Regions from separate parts of the Hordeum vulgare genome. Here region 1 is linked to region 2. Evidence: chromatin contacts called from public Hi-C data. All regions are on one chromosome and are shown on one strand. The core of a region is the stretch at or near the end of the contact, and the rest is flanking DNA. Distances in the headings are between cores, read along the strand shown.

What was found. Hi-C and Micro-C count contacts between places; a contact is called where the count stands out from the background.
Region 1: a Hi-C map of leaf shows a contact between it and region 2, with 3 times the contacts expected there. The contact joins the promoter of LOC123411366 here to the promoter of LOC123409755 in region 2. A contact is called at or near these places in 1 of 6 Hi-C or Micro-C datasets (leaf) and 1 of 1 datasets of contacts at active chromatin or transcription factors (embryo).

The regions. Positions count from the first base shown.
Region 1 is chr7H:236,668,649-236,671,348 of MorexV3_pseudomolecules_assembly, forward strand. It overlaps LOC123411366 (thaumatin-like protein 1), which reads left to right and starts at 1,396. Exons shown (of 3, transcript XM_045104294.1): 1 at 1,396-1,707; 2 at 1,837-2,512. The coding sequence starts at 1,638.
Region 2 is chr7H:236,259,658-236,262,472 of MorexV3_pseudomolecules_assembly, forward strand. It overlaps LOC123409755 (chaperone protein dnaJ 11, chloroplastic-like), which reads left to right and starts at 1,257. Exons shown (of 1, transcript XM_045102618.1): 1 at 1,257-2,227. The coding sequence starts at 1,551. The coding sequence ends at 1,976.

The DNA.
Region 1 (2,700 bases), core at 146-2,645, 410 kb after region 2:
CATCGCCGGGGGTAGCTGGTGTTTCTATGCAGCATCGACGGGGCCACTAGGGCTGCGATATGGCGTCGTCGGGGTTGTCGATATTGCTATGCAACATCACCCATGATGCATTGGAGCTGCGCCGGGTCATTGAAGTTGCGATGGGGACGGAATCGACTCCGTCGGGGCTGCAATGAACCTTTGTCGGTGCTGCATTGAAGCTTTCTTCAGAGCTGTCGCACTCGGTATTGCCATGGACCAGCCCCTGGTGGCTCCCGATGCCGCGATGCAGCAAACGTCGGCGATTCCGTCCACCTGCAACACTGGTGGTGTTGCAACACAACACACTGGTGGCGACCGCGAGAGTTGAGAGAGATGCTCCGGTTTGTGTTTGGGCGAGCGCAACCGCGATAGCAGCAACAGGGCCTCCTTGCTGTAGCGGAGCACATCGCTGTCTTGAGAGGAGCCGCGTGGGTGTCAAACTGAACGAGATCACATGAGAGAAAACACGAGCCGTCTTTGCTAAGATTGATCAACCATGAGTGTGGGATCTAAGGAAAACGATTAAAATCTATCGGTTGATCCCACGAGCGCGTAAGCCGCCTCCACTAAGCGACACGTGCCTCTGTTGCTCACGGCTACCGCTCTGTTTCTACAGAGCATCTCCCTCTTCCTCTCCCTTCTGTCTTTTTCACGCGTGGACAGAGGAAATCCCCCCATGACGAGCACCACAGCTGATGCCGCCTGCTGCAACCAAAGTCGCACCGCCCCCCTCCCCCCCGAAGCCCGGCCTTGCTCTTCTCCCTCGAAATCGCTGCCCTTTGCCTAATCTTCCTCCCAATGGGAACTGTCGCTCCATGTCCCGTGGATCTCATCGTTGACCACTACCGAAACTGCAAGCCAGCGATGCAGCAACTCGTTGATTGTTGCCGACGCTGCGGGGGCTGCAGCGGAGCTTCGGTTGGAGCTCCGCCGGGGCTGCAATGGAGCTCAGCCGGAGTTTACATGGAGCTTCGGCGGAGCCGTCGACGTTGCATTGGAGCTCTGTCAGGTCTTCAATGGAACTCGACCGGAGTTGCGATGGAGCTTCATCGGACTCGTCGGCGCTGCATTGAAGCTCCGCCAGTGCTGCAATAGAGCTTGGTCGGAGTGTCGGTGTTGCGTTGAAGCTTCATCGGAGCTGCAATGAAGCTTGCCGGACACACTCAGTACTGCGTTGCAGCTCCGTTGAAGCTTCGATGACGTTGTGTTCAAGCTGAGGTGCTCGTTGCTACCACGGAGCTGTTGGGATCCAACGATCATCAACACGCTAATCTAAGGGTTGAAAAATCATCGAGCTGATTTGTAGCAGCCCCGGAGATGTAATGACTCTTTGGGCGGATGATCATCCGGCTGCAGCGGAGAAAAAAAATGAGCGAGCCGGTGACCGCGGTCGGTCGTGCCCACTTCGCACCTCCACTCCTCTCCCCCCTCAGCCCCTCTACAACGGAACCGCCGCCATCTCCCACCACACGGCCGCCTTTTCCTCCGCGTAGCCTCCCCACCATATTCCACTCCCGCAAGCTCGCCACTCACCAAGCTCCTCCTCCACAGCAAAGCAAGAGCGCGGCTTCATTGGTTTCGCCCTCAATTCGAGAGTCAGTCTTGGAAGGCCTGCCATGGCTCAGCCGTCGCTGCTCCTCGGCTCTCCGGCATCGATCGTCCTCCTCCTTCTCTCCTTCTTCCAAGGTATCGATCCATCTGTTAGTGCTTGCGGAAGTGGTATTCTCGTCGGATTGGTCGTGATTTGGAGGCCAGTTTGGTTTTCGATTTGGTGAGCTGAGTGTGTTCGGATTTGTGTATTTTTGCGGCGTGCAGGGCCGGTGGCAGGCGCCATCACCTTCACCTTCGCCAACCGGTGCACGGACACGGTGTGGCCCGGGTTGCTCTCGGGCTCCACCTCGCCGCCGCTGGAGACCACCGGCTTCGCGCTCTCGCCGGGCCAGTCGCGCTCGCTCTACGGACCGACCGGGTGGTCGGGCCGCTTCTGGGGGCGCTCTGGCTGTAATTTCAACGGCGGCAAGGGCACCTGCGTCACGGGGGACTGCGGCTCCGGCGAGATAGAGTGCCGAGGCGCCGGGGCCACCCCGCCCGCCACGCTCGCGGAGTTCACCCTCGACGGCGACGGCGGGAAGGACTTCTACGACGTCAGCCTCGTCGACGGTTACAACCTGCCCATGCTCGTGCAGCCGTCTGCGCCTGGGTGCTCCAACACCGGGTGCCTCGTCGACCTCAACGAGCGCTGCCCCTCCGAGCTCCGCTCCGGCGGCGGCCTCGCCTGCCGCAGCGCCTGCGAGGCCTTCGGCAAGCCCGAGTTCTGCTGCAACGGCGCCTACGGGAACCCTGACACGTGCCACCCCTCCCAGTACTCGCAGCTCTTCAAGTCAGCGTGCCCCAAGTCCTACAGCTATGCCTACGACGACGCCACCTCCACCTTCACCTGCAACCACACCGATTACACCATTACCTTCTGCCCGCAGTCCAATCCTTACAGGTACCTTCCTCTGAATAGTTTCTGATGCTATGACAGTACACTACGACCTTGTTCAAATCATAGTGTTGCAGATCTGAATCTGATTCAACTACAATGATATTTTCCCTGGGCTAGAAAATATAATGAGATTTTGATTTGGAATGGGGAACTGGGAATGGGGAAAGAAGAGAAAGTCACAAAGTTAGGCT
Region 2 (2,815 bases), core at 7-2,506:
GGAGTAATCTCCCAAACTATAACCTATTAACAATCATGAGATTGCATATATTGTACTCTTTTCCTTGATGAGTTTTCCCTAATGGTTTCTCATAAAAGGTTTTTAATTGAGATAATATAAACACAAGTATCTATATATGCCATATCATTTTCTCCTTATATTTTTTCCACTGGGTTTTAAAGGAGTTTTCAATGGCATGTACAATTGCACTCTTTTCCCTTATGAGTTTTCTCTCAAAGTTTCTCATAATGGTTTTTAGTGAGGAAATATCTTCTCAAAGATCATATGTCATACTTTCTATTTTCCATATCGGGGTTTTTAAAGAAAGTACTCAAGATATATTTATTGTTCTTTGAACTCAAAGATGAGTTTTCTCCTTCTAAAAAGGTTTTCTCAAATGAGTTATCATGATGCAATAATCATTATATGTTTATCATTTTCTCTTTATTTTTCCCAGAGGGTTTAAAGGAGTTTTAGCAACGTATCTACACTATTCTCCTCATATTTTTTCCACAGGGTTTTTGGAGGAGACTTTAAAGATTATACAAGGATTTCTCAAGATGGAATGATGAACATTCTCAAGGACGAAGTTATTTCTAAAGAAGTCCTTATCAAAAAGATGGCTATTTACAAGATCAAGAATTGATTAGGGGGGTGTTAGGAATAATTAATATGTATTAATTATGTAATTAATCAATACTATGTCGGTTGTTCTTTTGGCAACCGCCCCTTTGTAAACCGTCATGTACTGGGTATAAATATTCTCAATTTCTATCAATGGTTCATTCTATCATTCTCTGCTTTTACTCTTAACAAAACCTATTTAAAGAGCTAAGTGGGTCAATTTTTTGTGACCGTAGTGATCGAACGGACTCTTGGCACATTTGAGTGCACTTTTAGGAGTCTGACTATAAATGCTTTAGGTTAGGGTACCGCCAACATCCGTGGACAAAACTGCCCTAGTACGGTCAGCCCTGTGGAGAAGAATAGGTTCTTTGGCATGTCGACAGCGAGAGCTAGCTTCTAGATGTCCTCGAAAGGGGAAAAAATAGATGTCGCTTCTAGATGAAAATAAAGGGAAGCCGCACACACCGCCACAATTCAGTGTGCTCCCCGCCGTAGTAGGAGCAGGGAAGTCGGCCGTACCGTGGGCGCGCGTCCCCATCGCGGTGCCCCACTCGCGCGCCAGCCAAATCAGTAGGCACCGCCTCGCCCAAACCAAAACAGCGGGGATATTTTATCCCGAAAATCGACGTGGAGATCCCGGCTCCTGCCTTGCCCGAGGCCGGCGCCCACGCGCACATGACGCCGACGTGCACCTCCGTCGGCCCCGGCCCCGGCCAGATCACGATGATGCTGCCGCTGACTCATAGCCCCGACCTCCCCCACAAAAACAAATATCAACCAGCGCTAAGCAATCCGCTGCGTTATAAAAACAAACCCGGCCGGGCGCCAACCACATTCCCGTCTCACCTGCCTACGTTTCCTCTCCCTCCCCCAACCCCATCCGTCCCTCCCGCTCTCTCTTCTCAGATTTGTGGATTCCTGTGATGATTTCAGCGCCCCCGGTGATGCAATCCTCCGTGGCGAGGCCCGCGCTGGCCGGGTTCCGCCAGGCCGCCTCCTGCTCCAGCTCCCGCCGGACGGTCCGGTGCGCGGTGGCCGTCGCATCTGCGGCGCCGGCCGGGAGGTGCACGCTGTACGAGGTGCTGGGGCTCCGGGCCGGCGCCACGGGCGGCGAGATCAAGGCCGCCTACCGGCGACTCGCTCGGGAGCGGCACCCGGACGTGGCCGGCGCGGCCGGCGACGACTTCATCCGGCTGCACGACGCGTACGCCACGCTCTCCGATCCGGACGCCCGCGCGCGCTACGACCGCGACGTCGTCGTGCAGGCCTACGCGCAGCCGCCCGCTGCCAGGACGAACGGCGTCTGGGGCCGGCCTCGCCGCACGTGGGAGACAGACCAGTGCTGGTAGGTCCGGCCTCGATCGATCCGGAGCTCCGGCCTTGTGAATAGCCACCACTAGCAGCGCCCGCGCGCTCTTCCCCACGTGCGGCCATGGCCGCTCACCATAGACTTTTTGTTACGGTGACCCAACCATGCGTTTGTACATGAAAATCCCCACTTCCTTCTTGATTTTCTGAATGTGCAGTGATCTTCAGAATCAAGCATTAACCTGTGTTAATATGCAATAGCAGCATCAATCTAATATGAGATTTCCGTCGACATTGTTTTCCGGCGACCGAAGCCGTCTCTGTGTTTCTTGGCTGGCAAACAAGGATTGACGACGACGTGCTACCGTCGGGTTGTTTATTCGATGCCAGCCAACGATTGCCAATTGGGTGGGTGGCCTCAAATTTCCCTCCCCTGTCAAGGTCAAATATGATCATCGACAACCGACGGCTCCGTCGGTCCACCTCTTCGCACAAGCTTAAATATACCACTAGCAATTTGGATAAGGATTTTACTGATGCGTTGGCCTCGTCGATCTGGTCTACAGCATCGAAAAAAAAGTGTTATTTTGTGGAATTTCACGACAAAAAAATTTCGTGTTGCAACCTCAAAAACGTAGTTTTTTTTAGGGAACAAAACGTAGTTTCATGACATAATTATGCGCGAGTCTTTATACTCAAAAAGAAAAACGAAAAGGAAAAGTCTTTCAAATTGCTTCTGACCTTGGTTCAATTATTTTTTTTTGCTTCTGACTTTATGAAAAGAACCACGGTCAATTATTTTTATATAACATTTGTGGAACATTTCGTTTTGAATCTTACTTAACGGACTCAAGTGAACGAATGTATCATACATAGAATT